5 separate regions of the Mus musculus genome follow, and all the other regions are linked to region 4. A link is a contact called in public promoter capture Hi-C data. All regions are on one chromosome and are shown on one strand. Each heading gives the region's core, a stretch centred on a gene start, on an enhancer-like site or on the middle of the called end of the contact. The rest is flanking DNA. Distances are from core to core; before and after follow the strand shown.

Region 1 (2,700 bases), core at 35-2,534, 1.2 Mb before region 4:
ACAACAACAACCAGAAGCAGCCAGGCGTGGTGGTCCATGCCTTTAATCCCAGCACTCGGGAGGCAGAGGCAGTCGGATTTCTGAGTTTGAGGCCAGCCTGGTCTACAAAGTGAGCTCCAGGACAGCCAGGGCTACACAGAGAAACCCTGTCTCGAACCCCCCCCCCAAAAAAAAAAAACAAAAAAACAACCAACCAGAAGCATCTTAAGGAAGGGTATACAATGCAGATGTCATAGCAACAGGATTCCCAGGCAGCCAAGCACACTGCATCTGCGCCAGGAAGCTGTAGTCTGACTCCTGAGCCTCTAGGATGATGCCATACACGTCTGTCTTCCTCAGTCAAATCTGTCTAGAATCCCAAAGACAACCAAACGTTCTTTATTATGGTTATGATTATTATTCTCTATTGTGAGTGCACACATGTGTAAATGCATACCGTGAAGGGAGGTCGGAGAAGTCTGTTCTCTACCACCACGTGGGTTCTGGGGACTGAATTTAGGTAATCAGATTTGGTCACACTCCCCCTTGCCCACTGGGCTGTCTTGCTGGCCCCTCCTAGGGGTTTGTTTCTAGGATGATTCTAAATTTCATCCGGTTGACAAGATGAGCCATCAGGGAGGCTGGAGAAATGGCTCAGCAGTTAAGGGTCTTACTGCTCCTGCAGGGGACTGGAGTTCGGTTCCCAGCACCCACTGGGGCAGGGGGGGCTCACAACCACCTGTAACTCCAGCTCCAGGTGACCCAACCCTCTTCTGGTCTCCAAAGGCACCTGCATATACGTGCCCATACAAGATATGCAAATAAAAATCTTTAAAAATAGGAAAAATAAAAGATTGCTACAGAGACCGCTGAAAAATGGCGAGGTGCAAAGCTTTCATCGTGTTTTTAGTTACCTGTGTGCTCAAGAGAAGATGCGCTGGTACCCCAAGCTCCTCCCCAACCTTTACATCCCTTCTTGCTCCACTGGTCCTCATCTAGAAGGCCTCATAAGTCCGCCAGTGTCGGCCCACCCGGGGGTCCTGCAGCAGCAGCCCACTTAGACTCTTAGTCCCATTCAGTCGGTACCGGGGAGCCAGCTACAGGTGGCTCAACTCCGGGCGCGGGAGCACGCGCCAAAACACTCAGCATGGACGCCTCGAACAAGGGTTCTAAACTGACGCATGCGCACGGCTCGCCCTCAGCCTTGCCTGCGCCTGCATTAGGTCATCCGAGCCGCTAGGGGGCGGGGGCCAGGTGCTTACACTGATTGGCTGCGGCTGAGAAATCCGGAAGTGGTCGCGCTTCGGGGCTCTGTTGGCGGAAGGAGACTGTGGGTTGGTGTCGGGGAGCGAGAGCGCGGCGCTAGGATGAACGCTCCTCCGGCCTTCGAGTCGTTCTTGCTCTTCGAGGGCGAGAAGAAGTAAGTGGAGGCCGGCGGAGGCGGGGACGGTTGCATAGGAGCCTGCCGGCCGTCAGCTCCGCTGGAGCGCCGCACTGCTCCTGTCTGGGGAAACCGAGGCGGGAGGCGGGCTTTGCTTTGAGTCTTCCGTGCTGCTCAATGCGAGTCTGCCCAGCTTCAGGCAGCGGCGCGAAGCACTGGCGCGTGCATGCATTTTGCAGTGGGAAATCGGAGGCTCTGGGACATGGAGTGTCTTGCTCCAGACACTTGGTTCATGATGACAGCTGTGAAGGGACAGAGACACAGCTCTCTTACACTCCTCAGCAACCTGAGGGTTTCTCCTAGATTTTCAGGGATCCCGACTTAGGCCAAACCCGGGTTCGTGGCTCCACGCTAAAAAGAATTTCAGGACTCTTCGGTTTAGTGAAGCAGGATTGGTGGGTTTTTAATTAAAGATACTTTAATATGGGCTTAAGCAGGAGGGTTCAGAGGAAGAGAGCGCTAAGAAAGTAAGACAGACGCAAGTTGGGTCTGTGTGCATTCAGAGAGCAGGGGGAAGTACTTTGCACTCGAGTGGCTACAGGTTTAGAGATTAAGCATCTAATTGTCTTTTGGAGGTAGGGTTTCTCTGTGTATCCTCCTTGACTGTCTTGGAACGAGCTTTGCAGACCAGACTAGCCTCAAACTCAGCGATCCACCTGCTTCTACCTGGGATTAACGGCCTGAGCCACCGGCTCTGGCTTTATGTAATTGTCTTAATGGTAGCCAAATACACTCTTTTGATGACTCAAAGTTTGCTACGAACCCTTCTCTCTTGTGTAACCCTTCTCTCGTGTGTGTGCCCCTTCTTGGAAGTCAGCTTAGTCTCTATCTCAGTGGGAAAAAGGTATGGAGGTGTGCTAGGAATCGTTTGTGAACCCCAAAAGATCATTAAGGAGCCGTTTCCATTAGGGTCTCTTTATCACAAGCTCGGGCTTGGGCTCTCCTCCAACCCAACCCTGACACAACAGGACAGGAAGAGAAGGCAGAGCAGCCTTGAACCCAGGACAAGGTTTTCTAGGGAGTGGGAGTGACGGGGTATGGAGCTTGGCAGGTATCTAACTGAATGTCTGTTGTAAGCTGACAGGTGGTGCTGTGAAGGGAGATGAACAATCACAAACTATCTGAAAGTAGATCTGAAGCAACCAGACTAATCTTTGATTAACTGTTGCTAGGGAGTAACTCTGGGGTATGGGCCAAGGGACAAGCCGTGAGGTCCTTCCTGGTACTTGGTTGCATCTTGGGTTCTGCTGTAGGTCAAGTTCTCAGGCTTTTTTTGCGGG
Region 2 (2,700 bases), core at 105-2,604, 1.3 Mb after region 4:
GCCAGAAGAGAGCATACGATCCCTTGGAACTGAAGTTACAGATGGTTTTGAGTCACCTGATATGAGTGCTGGATTTGAACTCTGGTCCTCAGGACAGAACTTTAAACGTTCTTAAGCCATTTCTCCAGCCTGTTAGCTCTCTTAGTCAGGTTCCTCCAGCTGTCCTTACTGAGTATTGTAAACTCTGCTGGTTCTGTCAATCAACGACATGCAATTTATCCTTTTACTTTTTTTCCTTGCTATATACTCAGTAAACACATTTATTCAAAACCCCAGATCATTCCCTGGACTACAGAGAAAAGCAGGTTACGAGGACTTGATACTGCTTACAAGTCACTTGACTAACAAAAGGTGCCGAATAGACACTGATCTCCATCTCCTCTTATTAGATGTTGCTGAGCTTACAAAAATATGTATAGAGCAGTCCCTTCTACTTCCTGAGACCAGGAAAGTCATAGCTCTCAAAAGGATTTTGTAGCTGTTCTGAGTGGAGGCAAGCTAGAATCTAAATACGTTTGAAGATCTTGTCCCAATAGCACATAAAAGTCATCAAGTTTTCACTGGTCAGATTATAAAGATATTTTAGGTGCAATGGGTCATTGCAATCAACATCACGTGTATTCATTTATTTCAAGTCAGGGTTTAGATATGCGTCCCAAGGTGCCATAAAACTCATCCTGTAGCCAAGCTGAACTTGAGATTGCGATTTCCCTGACTCTGTCTTTCAAGTGCTAAGGAGTACATACAGGCACGCGCCACCAAGGTTGACTTTGCCTGCAATTTTTAATCTGAATATAAGAAAACTTTTACAAGTCTCTTTCCATTTTGAAGGCAAAGCTAATGAGAGCAGATTTCAGAAATTTTGAGATGATTTTGAAAACGGACATCTTCCCATTTGTTTATTCGACTAAACACATGTACACATACTTAACTCATAATCACATATGACTTTATGTATAGAATTAAAAGCAAATGTGAGCTGTGGTCCAGAGAGGACTTTAGCAGGCTAAAAGCAACGCGTATGGACCTGAAGGCATAAGGTTTTAACAGAGGCTGAAGTCTTTGTGCATATACGCGACAGGACTCGTGGCTACCCCATAGCTGGAGAAGACCGAGGGTCAGGCCTCCTATAGAAGTCCAAACTTGGAGACGTGACAGGAGCCAGAGTCCCCAACAGCTGCAGCTAAGAACCTGTTAACCTGAGCTCCTTCAGCTGTGAGCTGGAGCCAACTACTGTCTTTCAGAGGACAGAGAACCTGAAGCTCTGTCCAATCAGAGGCCCTAGCCTCAAGACGTGCCCAATCAGACACACAAACGGAGGGTAGGGGCGGGCTTTGGCTGTCAACCAGCCTTTGTCTGGGACCCTCCATATTGGAATCACTGTATGCTGCTAGGGAAGCTGTTGCTCAGCTTCGGTGGCGCGGTGACGCTGTAAGTGCTGGGCGATGGTGAGAAGACGCCAGCGGCTCCCAGAAGTGGACATGGTGAGTGTACGTGTGGCGCCCGGAGGTGACAGTGCGGGAAGCGCTGTGGCAGAGCAGGGTCTGCGGTGAGGCCTCCTGGGCAGCTGATCTGGATCCCCTGGGCTGCGGGGTTGCTGGAGCCTGGGCGTCCTGTCCTTCTACCTGAGGGTTCTGGCGCCTTTTCTGAGCAGCTCTGCTCTGGCTGCCTGTTTGCTCCGGATCATGCGTGGCGAGGACTTGGTGGATCATCAGGGGAGAGTCTCTGAATGTGACGGTCATTCACTAAAGGAACTATGTTTTCTAGAATCCCCAGTCCCTTCGTTCTCTCCGTGGCCCACCTAGCCCGAACTTCACAAATGAATGGGAAACAGGGTCGCAAACCCAGAACCTAAGCCAGCTCCACTGCAGTCTACTACCTGTTCTTCCACATCCTCGCCCACACTCCCAACACGAAAATTTCCCCTTTCACCCATTTTGTATGGTCCTGGGCTTACTACAGGTACTCTGCAGAGCAGCTGCACTTTTGAAAGCCTCCCATTTATTCCAAATGATATATTTTCCTTATGGTAATCTCAAACCAATATTTTTTTCAAAAAAAAAAAGTTTTGTTTTCCTCCAGGTACGAGAAAAATTGATTTTTAAGTGTGTTTGTGTGTGTCTGTGTGTGTCTGTGTGTGTCTGAGTGCACCAAATGAGGGCAGTGCCAGAAAATGGCGTGTGATTGATTCCCCTGAAGTGAAGTTACAGCAGGCTGTGAGTTTCCCCATGTGGATGCTGGGAACCAAGCCCCGGGTCCCCTGGAAGAGCAGCAATTGCTCTTAACTGCTGAGCTGTCTCTCTAGTCCTGAGGATGTTTGTGTGTGAAGAGAGTAAAGTAGAGAAGAAACCCCTGAGTCCTTGTTTTAAAAAGACTGTGTCTTCTGTCCTACCCCCCCCCCCCCACTCTAGGCTAGGACAATTTATGAGAATACCTTTGTCTACTTCCCCCATAGGAACTGTGAGATGTCCTCATCCCCACCTCCATGTCTTTTCCAGGTAGTAGGTTTCTGAAGTGCCTGAACCGAAATGCTTATAATCGTCCCGTCTCGGGTCTCTTGGAGTATTTAGCAATACTGAGTAGACCTGAAATGTGGGGTGAACTGTGGAAGAGTGTGATGGAAGTGCCAAGGCCCTATAAGGCTGCCAAGAGGTCCAGTGCTGCTCGTTGTGTGTGTGTGTGTTTTCTACTACATAGTAA
Region 3 (2,728 bases), core at 83-2,582, 1.2 Mb before region 4:
TGTTCTGGAACTCACTTTGTAGACCAGGCTGGCCTCGAACTCAGAAATCTGCCTGCCTCTGCCTCCCAAGTGCTGGGATTAAAGGTGTGCGCCACCACGCCCGGCCCTTCCTTCTATTTTAGATAGGGCCTTATGTAGGCCAGGTCAGCCTCCAACCAAAAATATAACCAAGCATAGCTTTGAACTCTGGATGCTGCAAGGGCTGAGATCACACACCTGCTTTGCATGGTGCTGGGGTTAGAACCCAGGGTTCCTGCACGCTAGGCAGATTTTCTAGGGGTTCCATCCACAGCTCCCGCTGATCCCCTTTCTATTTTTGGGTTTGTTTTGAGACAGGGTCTTGCTGTGTAGCCCAGGGTGGCTTGGAACTTGGGACTGTCTCACCTAATCTCCTGCGTGCCAGGATGGCAGGCATCACCAGCTTCTGTCACAAGTCCATTCCTTATACTCAGAGGGCCTATCTTGGTCCAACCCTTGCCCCATGGGGAGAAGCAGAGTCTGGCCTACAAATTCCAAGCTCAGGCCAGAGGGGGCGGTGAGACAAGATGGAGCCCATAAGTCTGTCAGATAGCACCCACCAACTCTAAGATTGCTAGGCAGACTGAACCTTTTTTTTAAAAAAAAAATTATTATTATTATTAAAATGAGGAGCAGCAGAAAGATTAGGTCTGACAAAAAAAATTAAAAAAAAAAAAAAAAAGCCAACCCACGGCAAGGCTGTTAGACGAGCATTTCTCTTGCCAGGTTTGTTTGAAACTGTCTCAGGCAGCAGGTTATGGAGTCTGCCTGTTTTAACTTCCTCTAAACATCTGGGGCACGGGAACTGTGTCTTGTCACCCACGCGCCTGAGAGGTGGCAGTGGCCTGCCAAAAGCAGCCACCTGCATCCCTGTCCTATACTCTAGGGAAGTCCCTGCGACTGCAGGACCCGAGAATCAGCTGGCAGCCCCGCGCGATCCAAGTCTTCTGACACTGCACTCTACCAAGGAAGTCAAGGGATTGGGGTCACCAGGCCATCCCTCTGCCTCTCATCAGCCTGTCCCTTCCTCTCCACGCCATGCCTGCCCAGGGAGAAGCTCCATCTCCTCCTGTCCAGTGTCCCTGATCCAATTTCCCCGCGCCCCTTAGCTAGGAGGGGACCCTCTCCTGTTCCCCTTCAGACACCCCCCCCCCCCAGACAAGGATGGACGGGCCCACCCGCGGCCGAGCACTCACCCTGACTGTCCAGCCCTCAGCGCGCTTGGCTCCAGCTCACGGCTCCGGCTCGTGGCTAGCGTCTGTGTCGCGGCCGGGTGGCCCGGCGGCCGGGCCAGGGCGGAGGACCGGCCCCCTCCCTCTTTCCGCCCGCAGCCGCTGCCTAGGCAACACTGCGCCGCCGTCACGTGACCCATCCGTGGGGCCCTGCCGCGGACCACGTGACCTGAATAGCTGGTTGGGGACCGACCCCTCCTACAAGATCTAGGGGTCTTCACTTCACAAAGTGCTATCATCCTCGTGGGACCCAGGTGGGTGGGTCCAGGCGTGGGAGAGCGCTGCTCCTAGCGAGTGACACTAGGGGATACCCAGCATCTGTCGTGGGCAGCATAGAGAGGTGGGGACAGGGTGTGAGTGTTGCAGAGTGGGTAGAGGCGTGCAAGAAAGGCTCAGCCTGGCTATATCCTGGTTTTCTCAGCTTGTGCAGTGACACCATTCTACTGTGGTCACGCAGGTAGGTGGCTCTTGGTTCCAGCAAGGCTGTGAGAACCAAACAATGCAAGGGACATGTTCTCATTGCTGAGCTCTGGGCACCTCATGGATGGCAGAGAAGGGTCGTTTGGACGCTGCGGCGAGGCATGCCCTGGCGAACACTGAGGTTTTACAACTGAGAAACTCAAACAGGAACGGCTCTGCAGGAAGTATACACTAAGTATACGCTCAGCGCCCCAGTGGGTGCCTCGTGGCCCCTCAGAGTGCTCCCTATTTGCCCGGTACGCTTCTGCTTGCACGCTCTATATAGGATTTTTCCATCTGTCGCAAAAGCATCAGACTGTGACACATTAACCCAAAGGAAGGAAAAATTCCACTCGTATCCAAATTTCCTGACAACTGGGAGTGTATAGATGTGACTGTTAGCAGTTTCCGCTTGGGTTGCCAAGTCAATTCACTTAGGATAGGTGAAAGCAACTCCTCCCTCCTGGCGCTGACCCCTCCTGACAGCGTGGGCCATCATAAGGCTCCACGTGTGCCTACATAAGAGGGTCTGAACCTGCGGGAGCCACGCACTCTCAAGGCAACTGCCTGGCGCCTGCAGAGCTGAAGTTTGAGTAAACGAAAACAGGAAGGAGACACTTGGTAAACTCCAGCCATTGCATCATGGATGACACTCTTTCAACAAGGGGTTTTTGCTTCTTGCGGTTATTAGGAAGCTTAGCTTTGGAGTAGGACTTTCCAGCGCCAGGCACTGAGGTTCCTCCACCGCCAGCACAATTATCTGGCATGCCTGGGCAAAAATGAAATGCCAACTGTAATTACCAGTCTGCCTAGGAGCCGCTTTGCTAACCAAACACAGGCAACAGCCCTTACTGTTGTTTGACTCACTTCCTCCTTAGAAGGGAGGAAGCCATGGTATCTGTCCTGTTGGAAGGAGGGTCGGAGGTTGGAGGATCCACAACCCCTGCCCCCTCTTAGGATCCCAGGGAGCTGACTAGGGGTTACCCAGAAGGTTCAGGTCCAGAGCAGTCTCTCCTGAG
Region 4 (2,700 bases), core at 94-2,593:
CCAGCGTGGCCCACCACGAACCCTGCACAGGGGGAGAAAAGCAGGTCACAAGGGATGCTTATATACCTCTCCCCCTTCCCCCCATCCCACTGGCCAGCACAGTCCCACAGCAGAGCCACACACAAGGCCTCAAGGGGCCTTACCCTCCATCTGACCACATGTACTAGGGTCCATCCCTAGCCTTAGCCCCTTCCCAATAATTCCCTCCTCTACTCACCAATCCTCAGAAACACGACTATGCTAAACATGGACAGAACCGTGGGCACCACCACACCCAGGAAGGTGGAGAGCTTGCGGGATGATGGCACTCCAGATACTCCAGCTCCATTGGGAGGGAAGGCAGCCCCCTCTTCCCCCAGAAGCCGGTAGGCCAAAAGAGGGGAGCTCTCGCTGGCCATTGCTGAACGCCAGCAGAGGAAGCCACAAAAGGGCTAGGAGACCTGTAAAAAGAGGTTTTAGTGGCTGGATAGCAATACCACAGACCCTCTCTCCCTAAACAAAACCCTAATTAAACACTCAGTTTCCTCAAAAGGAGAGTTGCAAAGGATACACACACACACACACACACACACACACACACACAGGGCACAGAAACTCAAAACTGTCCCAGCAACTTCCCCACTCTCGGACCCTGGTGTTTAAATAATCAGGGTCCCTTTCAGTTCTTAGGGACCGTGTCATCCTCCGTGCCTCTGAAACTAGGGGTAGCAGTGAGTCTGCGAAAGGGACACAGATCCCCTTGTCAAATAGGTCTCGCCTTAATTGGCAACAAGAGGGGAAGAAGATCTCCTCAAAGGGAAGTTAGCTATTACCAGTAAACACCTCCTCCCAAGTCCTATGCTGCTCCTGTCGAGTACCCTCAATACAGCACCTCACACATGGGCAATAAGAAACTTTCAAAGCTCTCAAAGCTCCACCTTGTATCACCCCTGTCCCTCAACCCATCTCAATCCTGACCAGATTTTTCTAATCTCTACAATGAGCCCTCCAAACTCTATCAATCCAAACAGAGCCATCAATTGTCCAAACACAAATGCAGGCAGCCTAGCATCAGCCACACAGGATCCCCAGGGTCCTCCTCCCCCACCCACCCGCTCTTGTCCACTTGCTTCAGTAACTGGATGCCTGGGGGGGGGCGGGGGGGACAGGCATCTGGCTCCAGCCGGCCAAGTGCACCCTGCATCTGGGTGCCGCAGGGTGCTCACTCACCACCTAGGAATGAAGCTGCTCCGGTGTGATCCCAGCGCGCCTGTGGGGCTCCGCTATAAACCGAGGGGGCGAGGGAGCCGGAAAAAGCAAGCGGGCTACCGGGATGTCAGGCCCGGAGCCTGCCCTCCCCAGCAAGGCGTCCCATTGGTCCCGATTCAAGCCCCGCCTCAAAGGTGTGGTCTACACTCAAGCCCCGCCCACACTCTCGTACGCTGCCTTGCAAGCCAAACCGTTCCACGTGCGTCTCGGGTGTCTTTTGCAAGGTAGTGGGTCACGATCCTCAGAGCCCCCCGTTGCCAGGATGCTAGCAGATGCCCATGGTGAGGGTCTGACTGCACTCCGAGCTCCAGGACGCCCCCAGGAATATCTGAAAGGGGCGCGTGGCGACTGCGGAAAAGTGGAGTGGGCGGAACCGCGGCACCTGACTCAGGTACACACCTGGGAACTGAGAGCGACGTCGGTCGGCGCCTGCCGGAGTCGTACTATTTCAGCTTCTCGGGAGACCCAGAGTGCCTCGGGCTTCCAGCCTGGTCCCTTTCACATTCAGAGGAGACCCCCTCCTCGTCCAGTTTCAGCTCGCAGGCTGCGCTCTTCTCTTCGGCCACGGGAGGGAGCCGTGATCCTCCATCCCGACTCAGGTCCGGGTAAATAAGCAGGTAACCCTGCTTGCTTTTGTGCCTAAGATCCTGTAACTGTGAGCTGGGCAGTGGTGGCGCATGCCTTTAATCCCAGCACTTGGGAGGCAGAAGCAGGCGGATTTCTGAGTTCAAGGCCAGCCTGGTCTACAGAGTGCGTTCCAGGACAGCCAGGGCTACAGAGAAACCCTGTCTCGAAAAAAGAAAAAAAAAATCCTTTATCTGTGACCCCAAAACTCCAACTTCAACCCTTACAGGTCTTACCAACGACGCTTCCTCATCTATAAAACGGGACTTAAAAAAGACATCCCTTCAAGGAGAGCAGTTGAGAGATGAACTAACCGTGTATACTCGCAGGGGGCATGGGTGGGGGCGCTCTTTATGTAGACCGGGCTAGCCCCATTTCAATACATAGCTGAAGAAGACTTCGTGTTTCTGATCCTCCTGCCTATACCTCCCATGTGTTGGGATTACAGATAAGTAACAGCACAGCCTGATGCAAATATTTATTTTCCTAAAAGAGCACTGCCCCCACCCACCCCGAGATTAAACACAGAGCCTCAAGCACACTAAGTGATGCTATAGTACATACGAAGCCTTAACATATTGACTCTTTAGTCCAATACATACATATTCATTTTTCCCCTCACACGGTATTGTATTAAATATGCATAACCATTCTGTGAGTGCACGTTCTACTACTGTGGTTGTATTAGATTAGGGAACTGAAGATGGGAAGCTTTTTTTCTTTAGATTTTTTTTTTAAATGTGAGTATTTTGTCTCATGTATGTATGTGTACCACGTGCGTGCCTAGTGGCCATAAAGGTTAGAAGGGGTGCTGGATCCCATGGGAGT
Region 5 (2,739 bases), core at 88-2,587, 1.6 Mb before region 4:
GGCTGCCTAAACTCACCCCTTCCTTTCTCAGATCCTCCTACCTACCCAGCCTGAAAGAATGGAAATCAGGGATAGCCATGCTGCCTTCTACCCTGGCATTCCTGACGTTTCATCTCAGGTTAAAGGTCGTCAGGCTTCCCGCCCTAAGGCCAGTCCCTCCCATCCACTCCCCTCCTGCAAGCACCTTTGGTCCAAAGCTTCCCCAAGTACTTTGCCCTGGTGGGTGAGCCTTGCAAGTTGCAGCCTAAACGAAGGGCAAGGGGCAGTGTGGGGAAATCAAGGCAGGGGCTGAGGTCATCGTGGTGATGGCAAAACTGGGAGACATGGAGCTGTGTAGGTCTCTAGGGAGAGTTCTAGTGCCAGCGTTCTGGGGAAACCTGGACACATGAGGCTAGGCAACAGTCCAATAGAGGCAAAGGTCTAACCTAGTCTCCTATTGGCCAGGCTCCACTATTTAGGTCTGTTTCTCATGCCAAAATAAGCTGCCGCATCCTCCTCAAACTCTAGCATGTGCCACCTCTGCCCAGTGACAGCCTTCCAGGAAGCATTGGTTTCCTTCTCTCTGGTATGGAGACAGAGTGGCCACAAACAACACCATCCTGGGATGGGAGGTTTTCCAGTGGTCGCTCTACCAATCCAGGAGGTCCTGGTACAGTCTGCCCCGCCCACCTCTCCCTACAAGAAAGAGCCACATGTACTGGGCCTCTTCTTGTCCCTAGGTGGGCGCTGTCCCTCCGTCTCAGATGGCTGAGATTTCCCCAACCAGGCCCGAATTTTACCTAAACTTGCTTCCCTGCGGCGTTCAGCAGAGTTAGCCAAGGGCGGGGAAGGCGTTGTCCGGCTGCAAGTTTGCAGGGTAATTGACCCAAAAGGCTGGGCCCCGTTGGGTTCTGCCTCGGGTGACTGCTCTTTAGGAAGGGGACTGGGTCCCAGATCGGGTAGCAGTGCAGGGGGAGGGGCAACAGAAGAGTCCTGATCAGTTTTCAAGGCCTTTGCACAAAGTCGAGATATCCCGGCACAGAGGGATCCCGCCCAGGCACGCCGGGGACGCGCGGGCAATCCGGGCTCCCATCAGACATTTAAGAAGAAAAGTAGGGGAGAGTCTCGACCCCTGACCCCTCCGAGCTGCCTTATGTGTGACCTAGTACTGCCTGACCCTTGTCCCCGAGACAGAGACGTGGCTCGGGGCTTGGATGGCCGCAGGGACGCTCACCTGGATACCTTGGAAGTCCTGCTGCAGATCCTCCCAGTTGCGCAGGCAGTCGCCCAGCGGGTCCGGGGGCGGGGACTGCATGTCTTTGTCCACGCCACTGGCCGCGGAGAGCCGCGAGTGGGGAGGACGGAGCTGCAACCCCGGCCGGCCGGAGAAGCCTCCGCCACCGCCCCCGTCCGCTTCCGGGCTCGCGCCGCCGTGACTGCCAACGGGAAAAGGCCCGGCGTAATCTGCGCGTGAGCCCCGCCCCTAGGAGCAGCCAATCAGAGCCAGGGACGAGAGCTGGGCGGGGACATGGGCCCGCAGGGCGTCTCCTCGAATTGAGACCAGAGCTGGGCGGCCAGCATTTTTACCCGAGAAGTCTGCTTCCTCGGACCACTCACAAACCAAGGAGACACGTGCTTCTAACACTTTGAAATTTTTAGATAGTGTCTCACTATGTAGCTCAGCCTGGTCTGGAACCAAGAAATACCCCTGCCTCTGACTCGCCGCGTGCAGAGATTAGAAGCGTGAGCCACCTCATACTCTTCATACACTTTTGTCCTTGAGAAGCTGCGCCTCTCTAGGGACAGCCTTCGTCTCTCAGCTTTTACAGATACTCCTTTCCTGGCCCTGAGTCCTCCAAGCTCTCCTCCGTCCTTAACTTTTAGGCTGCCTCTCCTAAACTTCCTACCGTGTCACTTCCGAAGCCTTACCAGTGCGGTTCAAGTTACAGACTCGGTACAGAACTTGCCCAGCATGCTGGAAGCTCAGAGGGCAATTCACCCAAGCACCACACAAAACATCAGATGCAGTGCGGGGCAGTAGTTAAAGGCAGCGCACGCCTTTAATCCCAGTACTTGGAAGGCATAGGCAGGTGGATCTCTGAGTTCGAGGCCAGCCTGGTCTACAGAGTGAGTTCCAGGACAGCCAAGGCTACACATAGAAACCCTGGCGGGGGGATGGGGGTGGGGTGGGGGGTGGGCCGGGGGGGATCAGATGCAGAGGCGCATGCCAGTGATGCAAACATTTGGAAGGTGCAGACGGAAGAATCAGAAGTTCCTGGTCACCCTCGCCAAGGACACGCACTCACTCTACCTACCACCCACATCACACCCTACATTCTTCATCAGTCCCCTTGTAAGCGCCTCCACCCGGACTTGTTCTGAGTCTGAGGAAGAGCTTTTGGGACTTGTGGCCCATGAGGGGGCGCAGCAGGTAAGAGTGCCTGTGGCCAAGTCTGGTGACTTCAGTTTGATCCCAGGACCCACGTTGTGAAAATAGAGAATCGGTTTCAGCAACGTGTTCTCTGACGTCCACACAGGTACCATGGCACGCCTAGACATCTAGAATAAAGCTGGAGAGAAGCTCGGCTTACGAGCACTGGCTGCTCTTACAGAGGACCTGGCTTCAATGCCTAGGTCTACATAGTAGTTCACAACCATCTGTCACTCCAGTCCCTGGCGATCCAATACCCATCTCTGGCCTTCACTGGTACCAGGCCCACATATGTGGTGCATAGACATATATGCAGGCAAAAAAAGAAG

Evidence for each region. Promoter capture Hi-C pulls out the DNA fragments that hold promoters and counts their contacts.
Region 1: a promoter capture Hi-C map of liver shows a contact between it and region 4, with 3 times the contacts expected there. The contact joins the promoter of Polr2j here to the promoter of Slc12a9 in region 4. A contact is called at or near these places in 2 of 39 promoter capture datasets (hippocampal neurons and liver) and 1 of 115 datasets of contacts at active chromatin or transcription factors (astrocytes).
Region 2: a promoter capture Hi-C map of pre-B cells shows a contact between it and region 4, with 5 times the contacts expected there. The contact joins the promoter of A430033K04Rik here to the promoter of Slc12a9 in region 4. A contact is called at or near these places in 3 of 39 promoter capture datasets (hippocampal neurons, liver and pre-B cells) and 1 of 484 Hi-C or Micro-C datasets (B cells).
Region 3: a contact with region 4 is called in a promoter capture Hi-C map of hippocampal neurons, with 5 times the contacts expected there. The contact joins the promoter of Orai2 here to the promoter of Slc12a9 in region 4. A contact is called at or near these places in 2 of 39 promoter capture datasets (the 3T3-L1 cell line and hippocampal neurons) and 1 of 115 datasets of contacts at active chromatin or transcription factors (pancreatic cancer cells).
Region 5: a contact with region 4 is called in a promoter capture Hi-C map of neutrophils, with 4 times the contacts expected there. The contact joins the promoter of Tmem120a here to the promoter of Slc12a9 in region 4. A contact is called at or near these places in 1 of 39 promoter capture datasets (neutrophils) and 1 of 115 datasets of contacts at active chromatin or transcription factors (pancreatic cancer cells).

Annotation. Positions count from the first base shown.
Region 1 is chr5:136,115,407-136,118,106 of GRCm38.p6, forward strand. Polr2j (polymerase (RNA) II (DNA directed) polypeptide J) reads left to right here and starts at 1,285. Exons shown (of 4, transcript NM_011293.2): 1 at 1,285-1,399. The coding sequence starts at 1,347.
Region 2 is chr5:138,621,505-138,624,204 of GRCm38.p6, forward strand. It overlaps A430033K04Rik (RIKEN cDNA A430033K04 gene), which reads left to right and starts at 1,355. Exons shown (of 4, transcript NM_183025.2): 1 at 1,355-1,484. The coding sequence starts at 1,446.
Region 3 is chr5:136,169,324-136,172,051 of GRCm38.p6, forward strand. Orai2 (ORAI calcium release-activated calcium modulator 2) reads right to left here and starts at 1,333. Exons shown (of 3, transcript NM_178751.3): 1 at 1,215-1,333.
Region 4 is chr5:137,332,239-137,334,938 of GRCm38.p6, forward strand. It overlaps Slc12a9 (solute carrier family 12 (potassium/chloride transporters), member 9), which reads right to left and starts at 1,344. Exons shown (of 14, transcript NM_031406.3): 1 at 1,210-1,344; 2 at 218-440; 3 at 1-22. The coding sequence starts at 398.
Region 5 is chr5:135,742,835-135,745,573 of GRCm38.p6, forward strand. Tmem120a (transmembrane protein 120A) reads right to left here and starts at 1,338. Exons shown (of 12, transcript NM_172541.2): 1 at 1,214-1,338. The coding sequence starts at 1,294.